Linked DNA regions of Mus musculus: region 1 is linked to region 2. The links are chromatin contacts, called in public ChIA-PET maps. All regions are on one chromosome and are shown on one strand. Each heading gives the region's core, a stretch centred on a gene start, on an enhancer-like site or on the middle of the called end of the contact. The rest is flanking DNA. Distances are from core to core; before and after follow the strand shown. Region 1 holds the start of Lrp10 (low-density lipoprotein receptor-related protein 10). Region 2 has its middle 190 kb from the start of Gm30392.

Region 1 (6,224 bases), core at 1,439-3,938, 660 kb after region 2:
CACTGGGATGGTAGAGACAGAAGATGAGGAGTTTGAGGTCAGCCTTGGCTATATGAGACTCTGCCTCAAAACACTAAGAAAAGGGGGGCTGGAGAGATGGCTGAGCAGTTAAGAGTGCTTGCTGCTCTTCCAGAGGGCAGTACCCAGCACCCACATCTAGCAACTTACAATTGTAGGCTAACTCCAGCCACAGGGGATCTGATGTCCTCTACATGTACTTACACATGGCATGACATGACATGACATGACATGACATGACATGGCACACACACACACAGTCATACTCACATAAAAATAAATCTTGGAGCCGGGAGTGGTGGCGCACGCCTTTATTCCCAGCACTCGGGAGGCAGAGGCAGGAGGATTTCTGAGTTCGAGGCCAGCCTGGTCTACAAAGTGAGTGCCAGGACAGCCAGGGCTACACAGAGAAACCCTGTCTCGAAAAACCAAAATAAATAAATAAATAAATAAATCTTGGGGAGAAATAAGTTGGGAGTACATGGAAGAAATATGTACAGATAAGACAAATTTGCCAAAATTCTGAAAGGAGATGCTGAGAAAGTCAAGAGAAGCTGAGGAAGGAAGGAAGGAAGGAAGGAAGGAAGGAAGGAAGGAAGGAAGGAAGGAAGGAAGGAAGGAAGGAAGGAAGGAAGGAAGGAAGGAAGGAAGGAAGGGGGAGAACCTGAGTAGCTAGAGGTTAAGCTACCCAGCCACAGCTGAAACCAGGGCAGAGAGATAGCTCCTGCCCCACCCAAAGTTAAAGCAGGGGTGTAGGGCACATCCCGGATCCTCCTTCCTCCTCCTCATCCCAATCTTCCCCAAGAGCTGAGACTGCACTGAGATTATTCTGAAAGGGAACCTGGGAAATGTAGTTTGCAGAAAGTTGCGCAATAAATCTCAATACAGGTGACTAGTTGGCAGATAACCTCGTTCCTTATTTACAAACAGTCAAGTGTGTTTGTATTTGAGATAGGGCCTCATTGTGTAGTATTGGCTTGCCTGAAACTTACTAGGTAGACAAGACAGGTCTCAAACCCGTAAAGATCTACCTGCCTTGAACCCTTGAGTGCTGAAACTAAAGGTATACACCAACATGACCAGCTGTTTTTACATAAAATCTATCCTAGAAAGTAGTCAGGTGTTAAAATTCTTGTTCCAGCTGGACATGGTGACGGGTTTATGATGCCATCACTTGGAAGTAGAGGCAAGAGAACCAGGAGTTCAAAGCCAGCCTAGGATACAAGAGACCTCTCAAAAACAAACAAAGTCTTTGATCTGAGGATTCTAGAATCTACCATGTCATCTCTAGCAGCAGGGAGTCTGGTCCAGACAACTTGACTGAGTCTTGTTGTCTGAGTCTAGCTCTTTTATATGCCAAGAGTTTGATTTAGAAACAAGGTATCTCAACTATTTGTGACTCAGTTTCCAACACTGACTTCTCAGAGGTGTGGTCACCTTTCAGTGAGATAATATATGCAAAATGCTATGATTAATACCTAGCAGATGGTGAGTGATTCTCTAGAAGCACTGAAAATATTTGTTGACATTTATTTTAATCATTCATCCACACACACACACACAAGTTGCAATGTATGCCACAGCACACAGGTAGATGGCATTTATTCATGTTTCATATACACATCACAAGTAGCCTGATGATAAATTTAATCAAGTATTTTTAGCAATGCTGAAGATGAAACAAAGTTTTACTGTATGGAATTTCCCACCTGTGGCACTATGTTGGTGCTCAAATTGTTTAAAACAGTGGGAGCCATTCAGATTTGAATATTCAGATTTGGGGAAGGTATTACTAAACTTCTCCATGCCAGCACTTCCTTATCTGTAAAATGGAAGTAACCATAGACTACCTCACAGGACTGTTGACAAGAGGAACAAACATCTCGCTGTTAAATATTTACTATATGTATACTAAATGTACTTAGGTATAAGCCTGAAATGTGAAAAAAAATATTCAACTTGTTATTCTTTTGTAAATATTACCCACCTGTGCCACAGGAAACCGGAAACCCACAAAATTTAATAATACTACCCTGTAACTGAGAATAATTGTTGCTATCAGATAGAAACACCTCACTTCCTATGTCTGCCAACGTGCTTAGGGCTCAATCTACAATGTTACCCTAAATGTTCACAAGTACCATAGGAGGGAGTCACACTATCATGACCCTCAATTTTTACAGGACTGCTTGAACGGAGGAGTAATTTTCTCAAGTTCACGGATCCAGCAAGTGAAGCCATATTATGTCTTTACCATTCGTAGAGATCACTGCATCTCAGCAGGAGAGCAAGCAACACTCTTGGGACAAAGGTACCCAGTCTAGGCCCCAGCCTACAGGAAGTGTCAGTTTCCAAAGCTGAGGCGGGGGCGGGAGTGATGAATAAACATTGTAACAGATAATTATAATAGCGCCTGGTAATTGGTTCAGTAAAGGCTTACTACCAGAAGCGCTACGGGATCTAAGGCGCTGGGTGAAGAAAAAGTACTGAGGATTTAAGGGTCCAAAGACACGTAGCAGTTACGGCGGGAAAAGCAGACATCCTTTGACAAGACACATCTGAAAGATAACGCAGGCGGCAGCCAAAGGGCGATCCGGAGCGTGACGGCAAAAGCAACCCGGAAAGGAGCTGAGCGCAGGTGGGCGTGGCCGCGCGGTGACTGGCAGGGGTGGGGCCAAGCTGGCCGCGCCCCTCGTCGCCGGCTGCTGGGCTTCGGCCGGGGTCCGCTGGGGCACCGCGAGCTGTGCAAAGCCGCCGTCCCCTAAGGGCCGCGGGGACCGAGCCGCACGCCGGCTCGGGGACGGGCAGTCCACAAAGTTTGGTCCGCGGAGGACGCAGCGTCGAGCCCGGCAGGTGCGGCCGGGCCTGGCCGGGGCGCTCGCGGCCTTCCGGGCGAGCACCGCCGGGCACTGGTAAGGAGCGATCAACTCTGAAGTTAGCAAGAGGCGTCACGCCTGTTCCTCTCCGCCGTGCGTCCAGCCCTGGCACCCCGAGCCTGGGTCGCACCGGGGCTATGCAGCCCCCACCCGGCGAGGAGCTTCCTGCCAGGTAGACAAGAGGCGCCCCGGGACCCTGCCGGCACCCCTGTTCAACCCAGGATGCTATCGGCCCTCCCTCTTCTTTTCCTCCTCCTCGGTAAGAGTCCCCGCCCCGGTGTCACTGCCCGCCGTCCCGCGCCCTCCTTGGTGACCCACGACCCCTGCGACCGCCGCCCCGTCGAGCCTCGGCCTCCTCTCGGGCTGTCCCACACTGTCCCTCCCACTCACAGCCAGGGAAGGCGACCTTTCGGCGAGGTCACGCACCTCCTTCCGGCTCCTCTACCCCTTCCTATAAACTGTCCGGAAGTCTCAGATGGGCCTCCCCTTGGAGTTGCCCAGGTGAAGAAAACTTGACTCTCTCTGCTGCCCTTTCTCGATTCCCCCTCTAGGAGGTGCTCTGGCCCGCCCAGACCGGATCACTTTCCCACGTTCTGGTAAGTAAAGCGAGTTCCTAGGGTTCTGGGGCATGGGAATGAAGATGCACCCTAGAGAAAAGAATCTCTCCCCTGGATCCTGGAGTCTGCTGTAATTTTAGAATAGGTATCATCCATTACTTTACAGAAGGGGAAACTGAGGCTCAATGTGAACTGGCACCTGGTAGTTGTTAAGAACCATCTCGTTTTTTTATGTGTAATATCCGTGTTTTGTCTCCCTAGTTAGGGTAAGGTCTTCCTGAGAGTAGAAACAGTATTTCTCTGCCAACTGACCCTGTGGCTGGCACAAAGCCTACAGTAACATTACTTATAGTGTGAATACTTAAGATGAAGTATAAAGAATATGGAAAAGGAGTAGGGTTGTCAACTCCTATAATCCCAGCACTTGAGAGGCAGAGGAAGGAGAATCAGTTCAAGGCCAGCCTCAGCTATATAGTGACTTTGAGGATATCCTAGGTTACAAAAGGTTTTTGTTTTTAAACAAACAAACCAAAAAAAAAAAAAAATGGAGAGGGACCAGTTGGCTGTAACTGGTGGGTGGAGATTTTTGCCATCTTGAGGCATTCAGAGGGGAAGAAGAATATTAAAGAACTCTACCAGTGTCTCCCCCCCCTTCTCCCTCTAGCTTGTGAGGCGCCCCCAGCTGTGCTCTCAGAAGTACAAGGCACTTTACAGAGGCCTCTAGGCCGGGACAGCCGAAGCTCCCCTGCCAACTGCACCTGGGTTATCCTGGGCAGCAAGGATCAGACAGTAACTGTCAGGTGAGAAATAAGGCAAGTCCCCATTTCTCTCTACTGCCCCTTCCCTCTCCCTCTGAAAAAGCCTTTGATCACCTTTCTATGATATTACCATCCTTGTCAGCAGAAGAGAATTTGGTTTGTCTGGGTCTGCTGTAAAGGCTTAGCTATGGTGGATATTTAGCTTGGGGACTGTCCATCTCAAAAGGACTCTAGAAATTATTCTGGGTTCAGCTAGACTTGTGATGAGTCCCTGAATCATAGTGTGGCCTAGTTGTTAATCAACTTAGTCCCTTCCTCAGGGTTGGGACTGTATTACTAGCTCATTGGTGGAATGCTTGTGTGGAGTGTGCAGAAGTCCTGGGTTCAGTCTCTAGCAAAACAAACCTTCTCTGGGTCTGCCTTTCTGCATTGCACTACTCCATCCTTACTCTCCCCTCCCCCTTCCTCTCCTCTTCCCCTGTCCCTTTTCCCCTCCCCTCCCCCTCCCCCCTCTCTCTTCTCACATCCTCTCCCCTTATCTCTCCTCTCCTCTCCTCTCCTTTTTTTTTTAAAGATTTATTTATTTATTTAATTTATCTGAATACACCATTGCTCTCTTCAGACATACCAGAAGAAGGCATCAGATCCCATTACAGATGGTTGTGAGCCACCATGTGGTTGCTGGGAATTGAACTCAGGACCTCTGGAAGAGCATTCGATGCTCTTAACTGCTGAACCAGCTCTCTAGCCCATCCCCCTCCCCTTTTTCTGGTTTTGAGACAGAATTTCACTGTGCAGCCCAGCAGGTTGGTATTAAGTTAGCTCCATCTCATCCTCCCAGATTTTGGGCTTTCCTGTGGAGTCACTATGCCCAGTATTCCTTTTTCTTTTTTCTTATTTTTTGGTTTTTGGTTTTCATTTGGTTGGTTTGTTGTTTGTGGTTTCTGTGTGGTTTTGGTGGTTTTTGTTTTGTTTATTTTGCTTTCAGTACTGGGAAACAACTCAGGGGTTCACACATCCTAGATGAGAGCACCCTACCTCTAAGCAACAATCCCAGCCCTGTACCCCTAAGACTCCTCATTGGGGCCCACGTCATTTGGCAGTTTGCCTCATACATTTCACTTGATGAGAACTTGCCCAGAGAGCAGGATGGTAGTGGCACACGCCTTTAATCCCAGCACTCAGGAGGCAGAGACAAGCTTAGTCTGTGATTTCGAGGCTAGCCTGGTCTAAATCCTGAGTTCCAGGATAGCTAAGGCTACATAAAGAAACTCTATCTCAAAAACAAAATAAACAAAGGAAACACAAAAGAATTTATTCAGAAAGGTATATAAAGGAGAGAACAATCTAAAAAGAGACTGTTGACCCGTGGTACAGCCCTGGGGACTTCAGATTTTCCCTTGTCACTTATGGAGCTGAGCTGTTGTGGTTAATTGAACAGATACATTTTGTCAGCTAACTACCGGGCACTGTGCTTGGGTTATGGTATTGCCACAACTGGAAAGTAATAACCCTGGTCTCACCTTGGTCCCTGAACACATCGGTTCTCTCAAAGGACTCTAGGAAGGGTCTTGTGGTCTGATGGCACCTCTGTTGGAACTTTGCCCCTTGCTTATATTTTTCCCCATCGACTCTATTGGCTGAGTTCTCATTTGGCTCTTTGAATCATGGGTAAGGAAGCATTTGTGCTTCCTGGGCTACCAGGGACCTGTCATCAAGAGGGGAGGCAGGGGTGGGGGTGGGGGAGCAAATCTCCAGAGCATCTCATGTCTTGCTCTTCTGTACCTCATAGGTTCCAGAAGCTGCATCTGGCCTGTGGCTCAGAGCATTTAATCCTGCACTCCCCTCTACAGCCACCAATCTCCCTGTGTGAGGCCCCTTCTGGCCCTTTGCAGCTACCAGGGGGCAATGTCACCATTACATACAGCTATGCTGGGGCCAGAGCACCCATGGGCCAGGGCTTCTTGCTGACTTACAGTCAAGGTAGGCTGAACAGGGTGTGTGGTGGGACCATT
Region 2 (5,523 bases), core at 2,561-5,060:
GGTAATGGGATGGATGGAAGCTGGGCTGCCGATCTGAGGCTTGGAGTGAGAGGAATGGGAAGAACATGAGCACTCCCACTTTGCCTCCTCAGGGAAGCCATGGGCTGCTAAGAATCGAATCGCTCGCCCTACAGTCAGACTGAAGTGGGAGAGCAGTCAAAGCTGAGAGAAGACTGGATCCCAGTTTCATGGCATGTATGCATTTGATCACAGACACAATTCTGCATGTTTGCTTCAGGTCTCAAGTCTCTTAACAGGTTTAATTTACTAAACTTAACAAATATTCAATATGGAACCTGTTGAGTACTTCCTAAGGGACCAAACTCTTCTATCAGATGTTATCCGTTTGTCAAAGACATCACGTGGAATGGCAAAGCAGTATTTAAAATGCAATAAATTCCCATTCTAGGTATTGTAGCTCTCTTAAACTTGACCTTTCCCTCACAAAATAACATTTCAGGGGCAGCTACTATCCACTGACAAGAGCTCTGCACCAGCTCTGTCAATAACACCAAGCAGGGCCGTATTGACAAAAGGACACTTTGCCATGATGGTGTCCCCAGGTCTCCATGAATATGCTTGGCTACAGAAACTATAAACTGGGATGTTGGCTGCCTGTCAACACTGGAACTGAAATGCAAAGAACAGACTTCAGACAATTTGAACTAGCCCACGTGGCACTCAGTGCTCTATTGTTTAAATCTGCATCAAACAACTGGAACCTTTCAGAGACCTTCTGTGTACTTTCTCTTCATTTTCCCTTTTGGCCTTTTTGTGGTAATAGAGTAAGAGCAGACCACAAAAATTCAGTCACCAATTTTGGTGGTGTTAATATCTAGTAAGGGTTTGCAGCACACACACACACATACACACCCACCACCCTTCAACACACACAGGAGCATGCTTGGTGTATACTTGCCAGGAGAATTCTTGGTGTATACATGCATATATGTATATATGTACATATATGTCACATTTTACAGAGACAGGTTCTAGCACTGTATCATAGCTATGTTTGGTGTGCTGTGTTTTACAAATTTAAAAGTATAGCCTTTCAGAATTAAAACTAAATACCTTAAATCAGTGGGGTAGGAAGTATAGTATCCGAGCAACCCTGGCACATGATCGCCTAAGTGTGATTCTTTAGGCAAAGGTGACATGATCAAATGCCTTCATCATTTTAATAGCTAGTAAATAAAAATCAATGTTGGGTATTCAAAGAATAATATTTTAATTCCTGTTACAAGTCCACAAAACACAAACAACTAAGAGCTTGACATTCAGGTGTTGCTTTATTAGCTGCAGAATTTAAATAGGCCCCAGGGAAAGTGAGGAAGGAAATAAGATTTTGTTTTGTTTTGTTTTTTGTTTTTCGAAACAGGGTTTCTCTGTGTAGCCCTGGCTGTCCTGGAACTCAGTCTGTAGACCAGGCTGGCCTCGAACTCAGAAATCCACCTGCCTCTGCCTCCAAAGTGCTGGGATTAAAGGCATTCGCCACTACTGCCCAGCTTATAATTGACTTTCTTAAGACAAAAAAAAAAAACTGTGAGTTTTGACTTCCCATAAGGTTTATGAGATTTTTATTTAAATGAAAATGTCTAGGTTAAGTTGATGACCTGCAACTAGAGAGAGTCCTTTATTCATGATGAATTTTACTTTAAATGTATCTCCCAAATTATTCCACCGAATAGCACTGAAGCACACCAGCTATCTAGATGTCTGCTTCCCTCAGCTCCAGCCCTCAAAGCTACTGGCTTTCACAGCTCTCTGTTTTCAGTTACTACCTGACTTAATTACCAGGGAAAGTCAAGGAGATAAGAAGCAACGGTTTGTGGTGAGCCATGCTTTTTCTCGTCTGTGTTCAATCCTGTGGCCTGTGAACCTGGGGCAATCCATTTCCTGGTTGGGGCATAGCATAACTGAGGTAACATATATGTACTCAGAACTCTGAGCCGAGACAAAGAGTACATGATTATGCAGAGGAACATGTCTCACACACTGCTCTCTGCCTGCTGCATGTTAATGTTTGTATATCTCTGGAATAGATGATTCATATTTAACTAGTGATATTAACAAGGGGACATTGCTCCCAGGCACGTGATGCTTCAGACCTGGCGGGACAACAGGGATTGGAGAAGAGCTGACTGTGCGTTCAGTTAGGTTGTCGGTCATTTATAGATCGGCCTGTTTCCACCGTATTTTATTCTCTGCACCAAACCATCATCTGTTTTCTGATTGTTCCCACGGGATCTAGAAAGCACCTCAAGTCCTTTCAGACCCATTCAGATGGTGAAGAAGTCGTCACCCTGCTCAGAAGTCACACCACCTTTCTTGGCCCAAACAAATTTCCAGGTAAGATATTTTCCTAGTCTGCCAAAGTTCTTTTAGTGAGAGTGCAGAGACCGGTCTCTGTTCTGTCTTCTTCTAGAAATCAGCTAGCTCCACTAGCCTCGCCATTTAGTTGTACCTCTGGAAAACTCCGTGAACTATTTCTGTGCTCTCCAGGCCCCACAGGGTTTGAAGTGATAGTAAACCCTGGACAAAAACCCAGGAGCTCACTTGAGCTAGCCTCTGCTGAAGGATCCCGCCTGAGATACACACCTGCAGACTCCAGGCAAGAGGGCAGCTCCTGCCATGGGCGCTTTATCTGTGGTCTGGATCAGAGGATACTTACAAGAGAAACTGTCTTCTTTGAAAACAGTTGTCAGGAGTAGCTTTCCTCAGCTACACTATGTCTTGAATCCTTGAATCATAAGTAAATCGCACAGAACGTGTGTAAAGATTTTTAGAGGTGATAACTATCCCATAATAAAGTGTTAGTTTCATTTAAAGATGCTCACAGCTTAGATCTGGTGTCGTTGTTGGGATTGTCAGTTGAACTCATGATCTTGCCTTCTTCCCACTAGGCTTTGTTTTAACTGTGTGCAATCAAAGACGTAGGACCACAGTGAGTAACAAGAGGAAGAGGTCAATTATAAAAGTTATAAATCACATGGTTCCAAGAGTTAGTGGGAACTCTGTGCAAAGCTATTTTCCTTGCCCATATCTGCAGAGGAGTTGGACTAACACATGGGAAGGAAAACTGGATGGATGATGGAAAGACACTTGGCTGAACTGTGACCCGAAAGGATGTAATGAGGATACCTGCGGTTCACAAGGACAAACCTCCTTTAATACTGTCCGGAGGGTGACCTTGGGAAGCAGTTAACTGGTACCACTGTACATGTGTACATGGGCTAATCTCTTCCTCTTGTTACTCCCTGTGGTCCTGCATCTTTGCTTGTACACAGTTAAAACAAAGCCTAGTAGGGAAAGGGCAAGGACATGAGTTCAACTGTTCATCCCAACAACTACACCCGGATCTGCACTATGGAGAATGTACACAGAGCAGCTCAAGGAGGAGGCAGAGTGGAAAGTGGGGGAGGTACAATAAGAGAGCTGATGGGCTGAGCATGTAACTGAGTGTGAGTATTCTCTTAACATGCACAAAGCCTTGAGTGCTGTCTCCATCTCTAAGGAATGAAAAGAGAAATAAATTTTAAAAGGGAAGAGAAGCTGTTAAATTGATAAGCACATACAGGAGTACCTGAAGCCCAGGCCAACATGCAGAGATAACACCCACCTTCTACCCTGCATGGTTTCTCTCATGGCCAGTCCTAATGTGTAAGGAAGCAACTTTGGGAAGTATCATGGCCAGGTGTTTGAGACAATGTAAATCTACCACAATGCCCACTTGTGAACTTGGCACCATCCTGCACCTCCCTCAACAACACTTATAGTTCAAATGAAGACATAGAAACATTGGGCTTCCTGTTTACGTCATAACTCTCCCCAAAGAGGAGACAGAAAGAGGAGCCATGTCTGTGGGTGATAGTTGGTCTTCTAGCCAAGTCACATTTCCTGCTAACACTCTATGACTCCACTACTGAAATCCTGTAAGACACAATGTTATCTTTCAGCAGCACATCTTATGTTAAGACATGTAAATTAGTGGAAGGTTAGGAAAACATGCTTAGTACACCCATAAACACACTTGCACTGAGTTTAATCCGGAAGCAGTTTCAGAATGATCGTGGCCTTTGTTTCTATGAATACTCCAATGTCTACAGCCGGGTTTTACACATAGCTTTTCCTTCTCTTAACTGAAGCCCACAGTCAGTCCAGCACTGGATTTATTTTTAATAGAAGAATGTCCTTGATCAGGAAATCATAGATTTGATGACGAGTTCCTCAAACTGGCCTCTGTGATTAATCCAAAAAGTGTGACAGACATGAAGGAAAAATCCAGTCTTCAGTGTTTGTTTAGGTGTAGTTCTTCATTATGTGTTAATGGGAAGACATATGGGAAATGTCCTTAAGAAAGACTTATTGTGTGAAACAACTGAAGTTATTTGGGAGAAACCATTCTAAAAGTTCTTAAACAGAATAAAGGAAACTTTAAAGCTTTCTATAAACATATCTGTAATTGTATTTTGTTTAAAAAAACACAACTAAGAAGGGGGGGTTGTGACTGGAGAGATGACTTGTCACTTAAGAGAGCTTGTTACTCTTGCAGAAGATCCAAGTTTGTCTGGCGGCACCCACATGGTGGCTGACAACCTTCCATAACCTCAGTCTTAGGAGATCCAGTGCCCTCTTAAGACCTCTGTGGGCACCAGGCATTCATGTGGCACACATACAAACATGCAGACAAACACTCAGCATTCATACACATAAAATAAACAAATCTTTAAGAAAAGAACACACATTCAATAAATAAAATCTATTATTTAAAACGGAGGTGGAAATTATGAGCAGCCCAAAAAGAAAAGATGAAAAAGTCAAAGAATAATCTGTAAAACCACATTTACAACGCATAGTTTTGGAAGAAGACTCAGAAAACACAAAGTAGGAACAAACTTGCTTGAGTCAATAAAATCAATGAAAATATCAAAACCCAGCTATTTCAGAAATATGAATATCCAGTTACTCCAGGCACTTTATATCATTACTCGCCAGACAAATGAAAATAAACTTCTGATTGCTCCCCTCTCTATTGAGGTCAGCACAGCACCCTGAGTCATGAGGAAGTGACACCTGGAGCTAAGAGAAAAAAAAAAAAAAAAAAAAAAAAACGATGACTTCTTTCTGTAAAAGAGCAGCAAGACTGGACCCTCGGTGGTGGTGCCATAACTGTTTCAAATGGCTTTTAAAGGGACTTTGAGAAAACGATTCCAACCCTAAGTACAGACTGTGCAACTATCCACAGATTTAAAACAAAACAAGAGGGTAATGAGCTCATCTGTTAGCAGGGCTGAGCATCTGCGGTGTCACACCTGCACTCCTGTGCTCTGAAGTACAAAGAACCTGAGGGGCAGATTAGGAGCGCGTCGCCCGATCGGGGTTTGTGTTCCTTGTCTCGGTGTAGCTTTACTCAAATGTGAAATTGTTATCTGTTTTCCTGCTGTGGGAATCCAGCTGTAGCAAACTCCTCCCTAGGGAAAATGAAGTGCGAAGCTCTTTCCTAAAGGACTGTCGACCTGA

The links. ChIA-PET counts read pairs in DNA pulled down with a chosen protein or histone mark.
Region 1: a contact with region 2 is called in an RNA polymerase II ChIA-PET map of memory CD8 T cells, with 67 read pairs. The contact joins the promoter of Lrp10 here to the enhancer-like site in region 2. A contact is called at or near these places in 1 of 39 promoter capture datasets (cranial neural crest) and 4 of 115 datasets of contacts at active chromatin or transcription factors (bone marrow-derived macrophages, effector CD8 T cells, large pre-B cells and 1 more).

The regions. Positions count from the first base shown.
Region 1 is chr14:54,461,459-54,467,682 of GRCm38.p6, forward strand. Lrp10 (low-density lipoprotein receptor-related protein 10) reads left to right here and starts at 2,689. Exons shown (of 7, transcript NM_022993.3): 1 at 2,689-3,153; 2 at 3,446-3,490; 3 at 4,116-4,251; 4 at 6,002-6,192. The coding sequence starts at 3,117.
Region 2 is chr14:53,798,866-53,804,388 of GRCm38.p6, forward strand. It overlaps Tcra. Among named protein-coding and RNA genes, the nearest start is that of Gm30392, 190 kb to the right of the region's middle. Within about 2 kb of position 3,811, at least 21 of the 459 cell types and tissues checked have an H3K27ac peak or open chromatin away from gene starts, as enhancers often do. A contact at or near this core is called in memory CD8 T cells, where this site is marked.